Linked DNA regions of Mus musculus: region 1 is linked to region 2. The links are chromatin contacts, called in public Hi-C maps. All regions are on one chromosome and are shown on one strand. Each heading gives the region's core, a stretch centred on a gene start, on an enhancer-like site or on the middle of the called end of the contact. The rest is flanking DNA. Distances are from core to core; before and after follow the strand shown. Region 1 has its middle 240 kb from the start of Gm51890. Region 2 has its middle 170 kb from the start of Gm51890.

Region 1 (6,314 bases), core at 135-2,634, 69 kb after region 2:
TTCTATTTCACTACCTCTCCAACATCAGATATTCTACTTTTATCTAGTCAATTTTTATCTAATCAATGTAGCTGCAGATTTAGATGTGGAAGTGAATGAAAAATGCAGCTGAAAGCTGATATTATAAGTTACAGCAACAACCCATTCTCCTGGAGACAAGGCATTAAAGTATAATGTATATGTTTCTCTCACACATATATACACACATGCACATGCACATATTTGTACAGGAGACAGGCAAGTAAACAGAGGGAACAGAAGTCAACCTTGATATACAAGTGTCGTACATAAATTCACAGAGGCATAGAAACAAGGAAAAGAACACACCATCATCATAGAGAGATGACTCTTGTCCCTTCTGTCCTTAGAAGCATACTTCCTGAGCCTGGATCATTGGGAAATTCCTGCATTCCTATTTTACAGATACCCTTGGGAAAATGGGTCAATCATTTTATCATCAGGTTAAATGTTATCACCTGGCATAGGCTCGCAGCTCTGTACCTGTCTTCACAACTCTCCTGGTTCGGGCCAAGTTCCCTGGCTTGACATTTATAACCATGGCTAAATCCTAAAGAGGGCTTAAGAGAAAGATGAATTTACTCTTCTGTTCTCCCCATTCTCAGTCTCTCTCCAGTTCCCCCCCCCCCCATGAGTCATGGTTGGCCATCTACAAGAACAAAATATCTAACTGAAAAATAGTGTCTTCCAACGGCAGCATCTGTCTCCCTGGCAGGCTCTACTGACAGTTGGGGTCTGGCTCTGGAGCTGTTCCTTCTAGAAGCTCTGTGGGGCTGAGCTATTAGTGGGCTCTTGTCTTCCTAGGTGCTGTTTCCTACTGGTTCCTCCCATTTGGAAAGAGGGACTTGTATATATTTATCCTTCTGAGAATCTGCTATTGTGTAAATATCTCCAATTGAGACCCCCGTGGGAGGCCACACAGGACACAGGAGCTTCTGCAGTTCTCTTCCCGCAGAACATCCATCAAATAGCTTAGCAATTCCCAAGGGTCTGCTCCTGGGTATTATATAAGCAGTTTCTCCTTCAGAAAAAGAAAAGAGATGCTTGGAGACACTGAAATAAAAATGCCCACAGCTCTCTCAGGGAATTTCAAAATAGCAAGTTTCTTAAATACCAAGGAAAGTACCTGGTTCTTCTCCAAACCCAAAGATAGCCTGTGGTAGATGGTGAACTAGATGTTGGAATGGGGGAGGGGAAGGAGACATAGGGGACCATGAATGACACTAGGGAAATATATACACTATACCAAGTTTTTCAGCAAGCTACAGCCGAGGAAGTTCTGTCACTTTGGAAATTTAGTGAAAAGTATTTAGATAAAGCCATTCTGTTTGGAGAGTACCTCAGGTGGGGGCATGTTTGCAGAGCTATGGTATTCTAGGCATGGCACATCTGTCTTGTTCTAATTTGGAGCCTAAAATACTTCTGTCAGGCTCTCCCTCTCCTTCAAAATTTCTTCTCAAATTTTCTTGTCTTTCCAAACAATGACTCAAGCCTCAGAACCCCTGGAAGCTCTGGATTCTTACAAAAATTAGAGAGCATCCTCTGTTTTCAAGTCCCCTTACAGTGTTGAAGAAAGCAGGGAGCGGCCAGGGAGGGGGGCTTGAGGTGCATTTGAAAGGCTCCTCATTTGAAAGCCAGAAAACACATGGCACACCTCTGACAAAGAAATGAAAGTCTTTGGGATCAATTATCAATAACCTTCTCGTGGAAAGTAAAAGTCGCTGAAAGTCCCCTAAAGACCTAAAGCATTTAAGAGAATCCAGTAGTTCCTTGGATTCACTGTTTTCTAAGAATAAACACAGAGAAAAGGATTAAACCTTCAAAGATCTCACTTATGTAAGTCAGACAACAACACAAAGTAGACAGTGGAAGGATTAATCTAAAACAAAATTGGGAAGTGAGGATTTTGCACAGAACTGCTCTCTGCCTAGATTGCTTTTGTTTACAATAAGAAGTAGAATTTGGACCTATTATCCATTCCTTCTTATGTTTTCCTTGTGAATTGAGATTGTTAAAATAGCATTGCAATTATCTTTCATCTATGTGATGATTTATTTAGAATATGAACTCCCTTTTTACATTATTAAAGTCATAATATTTCAATGTTCTCTTAAATAGTCAAAATATAATATTAAAATATGGAACAAATATTTATTTCACCACTTCTTCACAAAGCAATCTGATTATTCTTTGATAATAAATATCACATATATATGACATATCATATACATATATACACATTTTATTTTAAATATTTAAAGTTTTTTTCCCCAGCTTTAAAGGTCATATTTAGAGTAGACCCAACTATGAATATGAATGAGTTGGAGGCTATGCCTAAAGCTGATGCCTTTTCAAGTAAAAAAGGACTTACTAATAGTTCCATTTGTTTTCCATTAAAAATCTCCTCATTGTGTTCCTAGCAATCCACATGGCAGTATCTGAGCCTGCTTGGACAAAGCATTTGCTTTGTGTGTATCAGATGCAAAATTTACTTAAATTCCAGATAATTGCAAGTGCATCTGCTAGGCTTTGTCCCTGGTCTATATGAACATTTCCACAGTGTATACAAAGAGCAATTACCCAACAACTAAAGAAAAAGAAACAGTGATTTCTGAAAATTATAGCCAGCTCCTTTATCAAGGAGTAAGTTTGTGCTAAAAGAATGCAACCCCAAAACACTTTTTTACGAATGCTTTCAATCACCACACATACATTATCTACAAAGAACAAAAAGCGAGCTTTTCAACTGTTAAATTACTAGGTATGAAACAAGGATAGCTACAATTTTAAATAAAATCATCTCATAAAACACTAAAGTTTCTCCTGGAAGAGGAGGGGGCACAAAAAAAAATTCCCCAACAACACAAATATTCTATTTAAAGCAATTTGATGCAATGGTAAATGGTCTCATTCCCTGTTCTTGATAAAAAAAATGTTGCAAAAATAGTAACTTACCCTATTTCTCATCAGATTCGAGTTTTCTAATCTGAAATAATAGTCCAGAGAATTGAGAATATCTAAACAGAAAAATTGAAAATAAAATAGAAAAGTATTGGCTTTGTGTGTTAAATATGCAATTCCAGGCCTGTCTGTGGAGCTCCACCTGGACCATTTGATCAACTGCTCCTTCTCCTTTTCCTCCCCCACCCCTGCCCCCTCCTTGCTTTCTTTTAACCTCATGCACAATCCCATTGCAGCTGTCACACTCTACAGAGCTTCCCTTCCTTCAAAGCCCAATCCAATTTTCAGACTTTTACACCTCATGCCAGCTAAACAACATCAACGGCACTCCTGTGCAAGGCCTAATAGAGTAGATCTGTTCTCTTTATTTTTTTTTAAAGAAACTCTCAAAGCTATCCACAGTGGTCACAATAGTAGCATAGGAATAGTGTGTGTGTGTGTGTGTGTGTGTGTGTGTGTGTGTGTGTGTGTGTGTGTGAGAGAGAGAGAGAGAGAGAGAGAGAGAGAGAGAGAGAGCATGCTACTTAACACTAACAAATTTTTGTGACCTTTGTCTTACATGGAATCCATCAGTTTCCTGGTCACTTATTTCCTCTTCCATCTTCATTTGAATATCTTCATTATCATTTTGTAAAATGTATTATGTTACTGGCCAGGGCTATTCGTCAGTAAAAAGCTATCTCCATATTCCCCAAACTGGAAAAATCATCATTATCATTAATATTTCATAGAACTGCATTAAATGAGACAATATTCAATATTTAACTATCTAATCCTACAGTAATTTATATTAGAAAATACCAACCATGTGAGAATTCACCCAGTCAGATTATTTTATTGGATGAACCTTTGTCTTTATTAATAACACTTCAGTGTCTCATATTTTTTTCAGCAGAGTGTAACATCCGAGGACTGAAAGTGATTTTGTTTCTAATTAATTCTCAAAATCCTTAGGAGACAGTGATGGAAGGATAAATATATTAGTTCAGAATTGAAGAATTAAAGGCTGAGCCTTCAGATGCAAAAGTTCTATCTGTGATATGGAGGCCTTGTGTGGGCCCTGTACCTCACTGGGTTTACTAGTAATTTAGTAAGAGGCACAGTGCTTTAAAACCTCAGAGAACCTGAAACTACTAATAAAGAGAAATGTAGTTTTATCCCTTTCAAATGCTACAATTCCTCTTATTTCAAGTTGATAACTTGATTTATAAAGTTCTGATATTTCACACACACAAAAAACCCACATTGCTAATTTGTTTACTGGCAATTATCAGGCCTCCCAGATAATTCCCCTACGCTCTGAATGAGGTCTAACTTTTGTCTACCTGTTTGTGAACTTTGTATATTTACAAGAGATCAAAGAAGGTTTAATTGTAGGTAAATTATATTTAATTTTGAGAGAAACGGATTTTAAGTCAATAGCATTTTAATAGGCTCTTGGTGGTGAGAAAAATAATTTTATAAGTTACATACTATAGATTTATGTGTATTTGAAAGTCAAAAGCATTGGTCCTAATACTTTTATAATCAGGGATTGCCTCTGATTCTTTTTAGAAAAAACAATATCTTCATGTGGCTATAGATCTTTCAAGTACATGCTGAGGTCCTTGTTATACACCACCTAAGATCCCATAGCTCGATATAAAGAATAATAAAAAAAATATTGGAAGCTTTCTGTTTATGTGTTTTTATTGACTCCGGTCTTTCAGATTGAAGAAATTCTGTTTATCTCTTATAGACCATCAGCTGTTGTCTCACTGAGCAGAACACAGAAGAGTTAGCTACCATGTCTTGGAGTTCTAATAGAAGGAATGTGAGCACCACATAAAGACAGACCAACGTCAATCAAATGGGAATGCACTGTCTTAGAATTTTGAGAAGAAAACCAGCAAGCTGGAAACAAGGGCAGAGTGACTTTCTGTTTGCACGAGATTGTCGCAAAACCTGTACATTTCTAGTCACAGCACCAATGGTAGTTCAAGGAGAGTAGCTAGTGTGAGAGACATGAAGGGTTTCTACTGGGCAACCCGAATCCACCTTCAGAAGCAGATAGCCTGGCTACCTTTCTAACCCAACATTCCTGAGATTCTCAACTGCCTTAAAACTTTTCACTAAACCAAGATTACTCTCTTTACTGTACAATGAGAACATGGCCTGGTCCTGAATTTAAAAAGAAATTCAAAATATTTCAGTTAGTTATATAATACAGTGGAGAAATAAAGACTTTATAATACTATGGATTTATAAAATATTTCCTATCAAAAAGAACTGTATCCAGGAGAGCCCCAGCAGCCACAGATAAACTATCTTACACATCCTCAGGCATTCTCAACCCAGAAGACACGAGCCAAGGGCAGAAGTTTAAAGGAAGAGCATATCCCCAAAGGCTCTACATATTTTTTTCTTTTACACCCATTGCTTCTCCAATTCAAACAGACAAGGAAGAGTAGATGGAAGAGAAATTTGGATGGTTTAGCGACTATTTGCTGGAAATGAGATATGAACATCGTGAAAGCCACGGTCAAAATGAGCATTAATCAAGAAGCTGACAGGGGATATCAAAAGTCAGAGCAGACTGCCCAAAGTCCAGGAAGCTATTACCTGGGGCCGTGCAGAGGGTCAGCGCCTCCGGGGCACTGGTCCTTTACCATCTAGTTTCTGAGATATTCACCTCCTGCTTTTCAAGAATATTACCCTTCCCGTAAAGGCCTGATAAGAGATAAATTTACGAGCATGAGCATGTGAAAAGGAAACCCAAGAACTTGCGTATTAACCCTGTCCTTTCTTGGTCTCTGAGGAAAGGATTCCTCGAGAGACAAATCTTCACCCTTGGGATGTGAAGAATGAGGTAACATCTTCTCCTCTTTCCAGTTCCTGGAATTATCAAAAATTATCTTCTTTCTCTCCCTTTTAATTTTTTAGGGGAAATAGCAAGTATATGTATCACTTATGAGCAATGTAAATGGGTAGCTTGGGGTAGGAAGTGATTTAGCCACTCACTCAATCATTCAAGTCACCCAGGCAACAGGCATGCATCCTGCAAAGCTTCAGCTCTGGGATATCTTCTTATTCTGAAACCTCGAAGTTGAGAACAACCTAACCTGTGCAGCCAGAGACACAGTCTAATACTCACCTTCCAGCCTCACCCTTTAGGTAAACATGCCTGTTATTAGTTATCTGAATTTTTTTTAAATAGAAATAAAGAAGAAAGAAAGCTGACACATTAGATTCCTGACCTCACCTAAAGCCATGCTTTTCACAGAATGAATACATTTGAAGTTGCAAGGAAATGCTGCAAAATGTGCACTGTAAACATGTGCCAAGATGAATAGGTA
Region 2 (5,978 bases), core at 38-2,537:
CATTTTTCACAATTATCATATTTTACTTGCAGTTAGCAGGGGCAAAAAGAAAAGTGTGTCTCTTTAAAATATAATTAATTTCTCCCCTACTCCTCTGCACACACCTATGTGTTTGCATATGGACATGCATGCCACACATCTCTCTCTCCCTCATGCACACTGATTCAAATCAGACTATTAGAATTGGAAAGGATTTATGTAAAATATTTCAGGAAAAAAAGGGTGGAGGATGGGGCTGAGAAATCTGAAAATAATTTTTTTTCATGTATTTGCAGTATTTTGAAAAGTGAAGATCCCATATACCAAATGCTATATAGATATAATTAAGCTCTCATACGTTCTAAAGCTGTAACCATTAAGCTGATCAAGCTGTTAAAATATGAAAATAAAAGGTTATCTTTTAAAAATTTAAATACAAACAAGTACAGATTTTAAAGGTATTGCCGTCAGAATAAAGGCAATATAATAAAAACAATAAATAAAAAATAAATAAAGGCATCAATAAAAATTAGGAAAGAGCCGTTCAAAACTAATTTCAGAGTTAACACTCTCACGGAATAAGGCACTGAAGGAAGCCATGTGAGTTTGGTTCTAAGGGAGAAGCAAAAACTCGACCTGACTATTTACTGTGTTAGTCTCACCAGTGTGAACTGTACCCTTCAAAATATAAATTCTCTATTCAGAGTAAATATAACCATGCTTGAACCAAGAAACTGGCATGCTTACGTTAAAAAATAATATTTCCAGAAAAATCATTATATTAAGCAGTAAAGAAATGCCTCCATGGCTTTTGCAACCTCCCTCTAATTAATTAACAGATTGGCACAGTCTAAGAACTAAATTTATTTTCAATTAAAATAAGAAGCCCATATGTCATGATAATTTTTTTTGTTACTATTTCTAATGTGCAAAACAAAGGTTTGCTTTTAGCATTGAACATAGTAATCAAAACAAATCCCTTAATTTTCAATCACTGCAAGGATACTCAAGAGCTTTTCTACAGCAAGGTGCTACCTCAATGGCTAATCCTATTAGGAATGAGCCGTGCACTGAGACTAAATCCGCTGGGGAATTCAAGGAATCAAAGGCTTACTGCATACTCAGAAGGCAACGACTTCTGTAAAGGGCTCTATTATATGAGGAACAAAAGAATACCACTTGTGTACTTAAATATCATCTGCTTTTCCTTCCAAAATACTCCATTTTTAAGTAAAGATATGTGATTTAAATGTATTTAGAGTTGAGCTTTTGGCACTCCTCTCAGTTCTGAGTAGAAGAGCCATCTGCGGGCCCCACGGCTCGTGCATAATGACATGCTTACAAGCTGCTTCCCTTTTCTGCACAATGTACCCTTTTCACTTTAACATACATTTTCCATAAATTTTTGAATAACAAATTGGGCTGTGGAAGTTTGTTGAAATGGGACAAGGAAAATGCCCGTAGGCTAGAAAACGGCGATTTATTTATTTCTTTTTAACTGAAGGATTGGTTCTGTTGGAAACTATCCACTCCACCTACCCTGCCCTCTCCCCACCCCCATCCCTCCACCTCCCATCCCTCCACCCCCCCACCCCCCATCCTGAGCTGTGATTCTTCAAAGCTGCAGAGGAGCCATCTCTCTTCTATAGGTTAGGTCTGTACATTAACTTGGGCAAAGAGCCCACATGCCTGCTATCCATTACACCTGCTGGGTGACAAACAGATGAGAGTCACCATGCAGACTCCCAACGTTTGATCTCCTGATATCGCCAGATGTCCCCATTTACATTCAAACATAACCATGGTCATTAATGCAACTCACCCGGCTGGCATTTAATAGGGAAAAAAAAGTTGAATTCTAATCTAAAATTCTAAGTATGCAAAGCTTTCAGTGTATGAACACATAAGCTATTAAATATGTTTTGATGCGCATAACTCTATGACTGTTATTAGAACTGATTCATTGTCAGAGTGGAGACTAGCCCAGACAGAGCGGAAATTAATATATCTCTAAAGGAAAGGTACTTTCACAACACAATCTGCTTTTGAATTTGAGTTTGGGGCACAAAATGTACCTTGACATTGTCTCTTACATGGTAAGCACAGTAAGAATAATTGTGGCCTCTATGTTTAGTTAAAATATATCAATAATTAGTATACAACTAGATAAAGTCAAGGAAGACATGAGGAGAAAACCAAACCAAACCAAAACAAGAAAAATAGCAACAAAATCCTATATCCCTTTTGGAACCCAGCTTTTTTCAAGCCCAAGAACTTTGATATGAATGAAGTAAGGAATTCAACATCTCCAAGCCTGGGTCTTATGGAGCAAGCATTCCCAAGAGTGAGAACTATGTATTTTAATGATTTTAAGACCAATTTTAAAACTTCAATCTGGCAGGTCTGGGCGCTGTTTGTAAGTAAGACCACAACTTAGCAGCAAGGCTTGGGGGAGGGATAGCCTTGTTAATTTTTTCTCTGATTCTTGAACTGCTCCCAGTCTATGCCTACTTACTGCCTGGTGCTAGGCATGTAGCTTACAGGGATAAGCAAGGCATGAGTTTATTTCTAGAGAGCTGATAAGAGAATGCATACAGGAGGTGCCCAGGGTTATTACACAGAAAGGCCTAAAGGGAATGAAAAAGACTTGGCAAATACTTTACAGGGATTTCAACTATTTCCAGCTGGCAATGTTAGCATTGGAAAGGAAGAAACCACTAGGCTAGCCATTAACCTTCCCAACTTCTATGCCTATAGGGGATCCTACAAGATGTTCAAGACAGAATATTATATATTATAGTGTGAAGGAAGCTGGAATAACTGTCCTATTAAGACTCCTTTCCATTCAGATCAACTTTGACTTTCTGTTTGGGGCTGGAAGCATGTTTCTCTATAGAGACATGGTCAGTGATCAGAGTCCTTGACCCCTCCACTCTACCATGGTGACCCCATGTTCTTCATCCCACATCTTGCTTTGTGAAACTACACTTCATTGTCAAACGGCAACAACGGATAAAAGAGAGAAAACTGAATCTTTTGTCTGTCTCCCTACACCTGAGCATACACTGCTCCTATGTGGTTCATCTACTTTGAGGATCAAGAACAAACACCGTGCATTAAGCGATTACTCACTGGACATGTTGAAAGTAAACTAATGAATCAACGGCCATTATACTGGCTGTACATCTCTCTTCTGAAGTGCAAACTCTTCCTGCATCAGAACATTTCTCAGTGATGTGGCATTAGAAACTCAGACTTTACAGTATGAAACTTCCCAACCTGCAGTGAGCAGAACGGTTCAAAATTAACATTCACGTTTTGTGTGTAAGGTGTAGGTGAAGAATAAATAAACCACACGTCTAGGCTTGGGTTTCATCCACAAATTATCTCTCATATTTTCAAAATATTGCAAAGTGAAAAATAAAATATATCCTGTACTCCAAAGCTTTTCAGATGAAGGACATTTGGTCTGCAGTACAACTCGTTAATTTCATCTCTAAATAGACATGGGTGTTTCTCAGTGTATGTTCATGGATAACAGTTTAGCAAATTTCTCATTTGAAAATCACCCTGAATGATCTCTATTTCCTTTTGGCTGTGCTAGTGTCCAGGTTTTATCTACTGGGGACCAGCATTTCAGCTCAGTCCAGTAGCAATTCATTTTTATCTAAGCTCCCAATCTCCTGTTGATGCTCCTGGAATTTATAAAACACCTTCATTATCTCTCAAAAAGGGATAGAAATCCAAATCTTATTCAAATCTTATACTCCATACCGAAGAATAATAGTAACAAAACAAAATATCTACAAAGTGGGGAAGAAATGCCAGAAGGATTTGTTTGAAAGTCAACAGTCAACTTAACAGAAGAGAAACCAATTGACCCACAGACAGAATAAGAATTAAACATTGAAATCCCTGCTTTAAGGCTTTGGTAACAGTGACAAATACTAAACCAGGCTTTAAAATACTAAGTGTCACAGAGCCACTTTTATTTCAGTCTTGTCTCTGGTTGTTTGGCACAGCCCTGCAATTTCGTAGCATCTACTAATGGAAAGTAAGCTGGGATTCTATTGACACTCTCATGACAAGTCATACTTCAACTTCCATTGTCCAGTCTCCTTAACTGTTCATTATCTCCACTGCTGTGCCTACGAGATAATGATACAGTGCCTCTACCCCTGACTGTAACACATTTTTGCTCCAGGGCGCTTTTTAATTGAAACACACTACCTGTGCTACTGGTTTTGGTGCAAAAGTAAACACATTTAACACAAAACTTCGGTTTGTATTTGCTTCACCAGTAGGACATGTGCAAAGCCACCTGCCTCCAGAAGAATGGAGAATCCTTTTGAAGCAACATAGTTTATTCTTTCCTCTTAGTTTTATTACGATTTCTCACTTCTGTCGATGTGATAATCAATTGCCTCAATGTGATAAAACTGTCATGGGTATTCAGACTGCTTCCCTCTGTGTCCCACACCCACTCAAGAATGTTTCACCAATGCCTGGCCATAGAACTGACTGAAATGCTTCCACTGAAAAGGAGGAGGCCAAATAAATCGCATCTGTGAAACTGTCTTTGTCAGTTGTAAATTGTGTTAAGTATTCACCAACCAGGCTAAAGGAATAGCCTCAGTTCAGGGTGTTGGTAGCTGAACGTGAGCCAGAATGCTGTTGCCCTGGCCTGGATCATGTTCTCAGCTTCAACTCAGTGAATGTAGCCATGTCATTCCTACCACAAATACTTTGTAATACATACAAACACACAAACACACACACAAACACACACACACACACACACACACACACACACACACGGTATACTAGGTTGTGTTGAGATCACAGGAAATGGTAGTAGGATAACCTACTCTTCTAGGAATCACAGCATTTAGTTTATTTTCTCTATTGGCATGTTGAAATTAAGCATATCTATTTTAATAATTTTTAAAATATTTTATGCTTCTTTTAATTTTGATTGTAGCTAATAAAATTTTTAAGTATGCAATATAAGTTGTATTTGTTTTTGCCCTAGACATTCTAGGTTTACTAGAATTATGTTTCTTAGACAGCTCTGATGATTCTAAAGTCAAGGTAGTAAAAGTATACTATTCATAAAAGCCAATAGCAAAAAACATATAATAAACTTTTACTATATGATTTTAGATACTTCCACAACACTTGGCTACGATAATTTCATTGACAAAACTGCCAGATAAGTACATTTCTTTGAAAAATATTCTGTTAGCTTATGAAAAAAATAAGCCTGACACTTCAATGACCCCAATCCTTTTTGGATTCTTGCATGAAAGGTATCCTTATCAAATCTCACATGTAAGTACTGTTGATTCCAACTCTGAATTTCTTCATGTCATAAAATATGTATGCCCACATGTTAATAGATGTGGACACTGTTCATACTATTTACTATAACGTATACTTTTTACTATGCCCTTGAAGTATAGCAAAAAAAAAAAAAAAAAAAAAAATCAACATGGGAACTTTTAGTGCCATTCAGTAAAGCACTGAGTGCCATTACTTACATAATAGTATACGTAGGTGCAAGGTTGAAGGGACATTACCATGCTTATTAATCTTCTTTCTATTAAAAAGTACACTACGGATTCCAAAGAACATCTGTAATTAGGCGGTTTTATAATCAACATATTTGAAAACACTTTCTCTCAATTTTCTATATATTTCAAATGAGACCCATTTTTTTCATATTATTTTATGTTTTGTTAGTAATGACAGAATTCCAATCTTGATTTCTTAACTACCATGTACTTATATTTAGATGATGCTCTAAACTAGATGTTTGCAAACTTTCTGAGTTCACACTACCCTGACTGTACTACTGAAAATTGCACGATGCCTGAAGGGTAGAAACTTTTTTAAGAATGTTGGTTATTATACAATTGGGCTCAAATAACTTAGTAGTCACAGTTTAGGCAGAAGTTTTTACCTATCATCTGTGTAGTTAAAATATTCTCTGGTTTCTT

What was found. A called contact is a pair of places that touch in the nucleus more often than the background predicts.
Region 1: a contact with region 2 is called in a Hi-C map of cortical neurons. The contact joins two enhancer-like sites. A contact is called at or near these places in 4 of 484 Hi-C or Micro-C datasets (cerebral cortex, cortical neurons and nephron progenitors), 1 of 115 datasets of contacts at active chromatin or transcription factors (embryonic stem cells) and 1 of 9 other capture datasets (liver).

The regions. Positions count from the first base shown.
Region 1 is chr11:37,221,532-37,227,845 of GRCm38.p6, forward strand. It overlaps a transcript of Tenm2 not described here. Among named protein-coding and RNA genes, the nearest start is that of Gm51890, 240 kb to the left of the region's middle. Within about 2 kb of position 1,385, at least 9 of the 459 cell types and tissues checked have an H3K27ac peak or open chromatin away from gene starts, as enhancers often do. A contact at or near this core is called in cortical neurons, where this site is marked.
Region 2 is chr11:37,152,959-37,158,936 of GRCm38.p6, forward strand. It overlaps a transcript of Tenm2 not described here. Among named protein-coding and RNA genes, the nearest start is that of Gm51890, 170 kb to the left of the region's middle. Within about 2 kb of position 1,288, at least 17 of the 459 cell types and tissues checked have an H3K27ac peak or open chromatin away from gene starts, as enhancers often do. A contact at or near this core is called in cortical neurons, where this site is marked.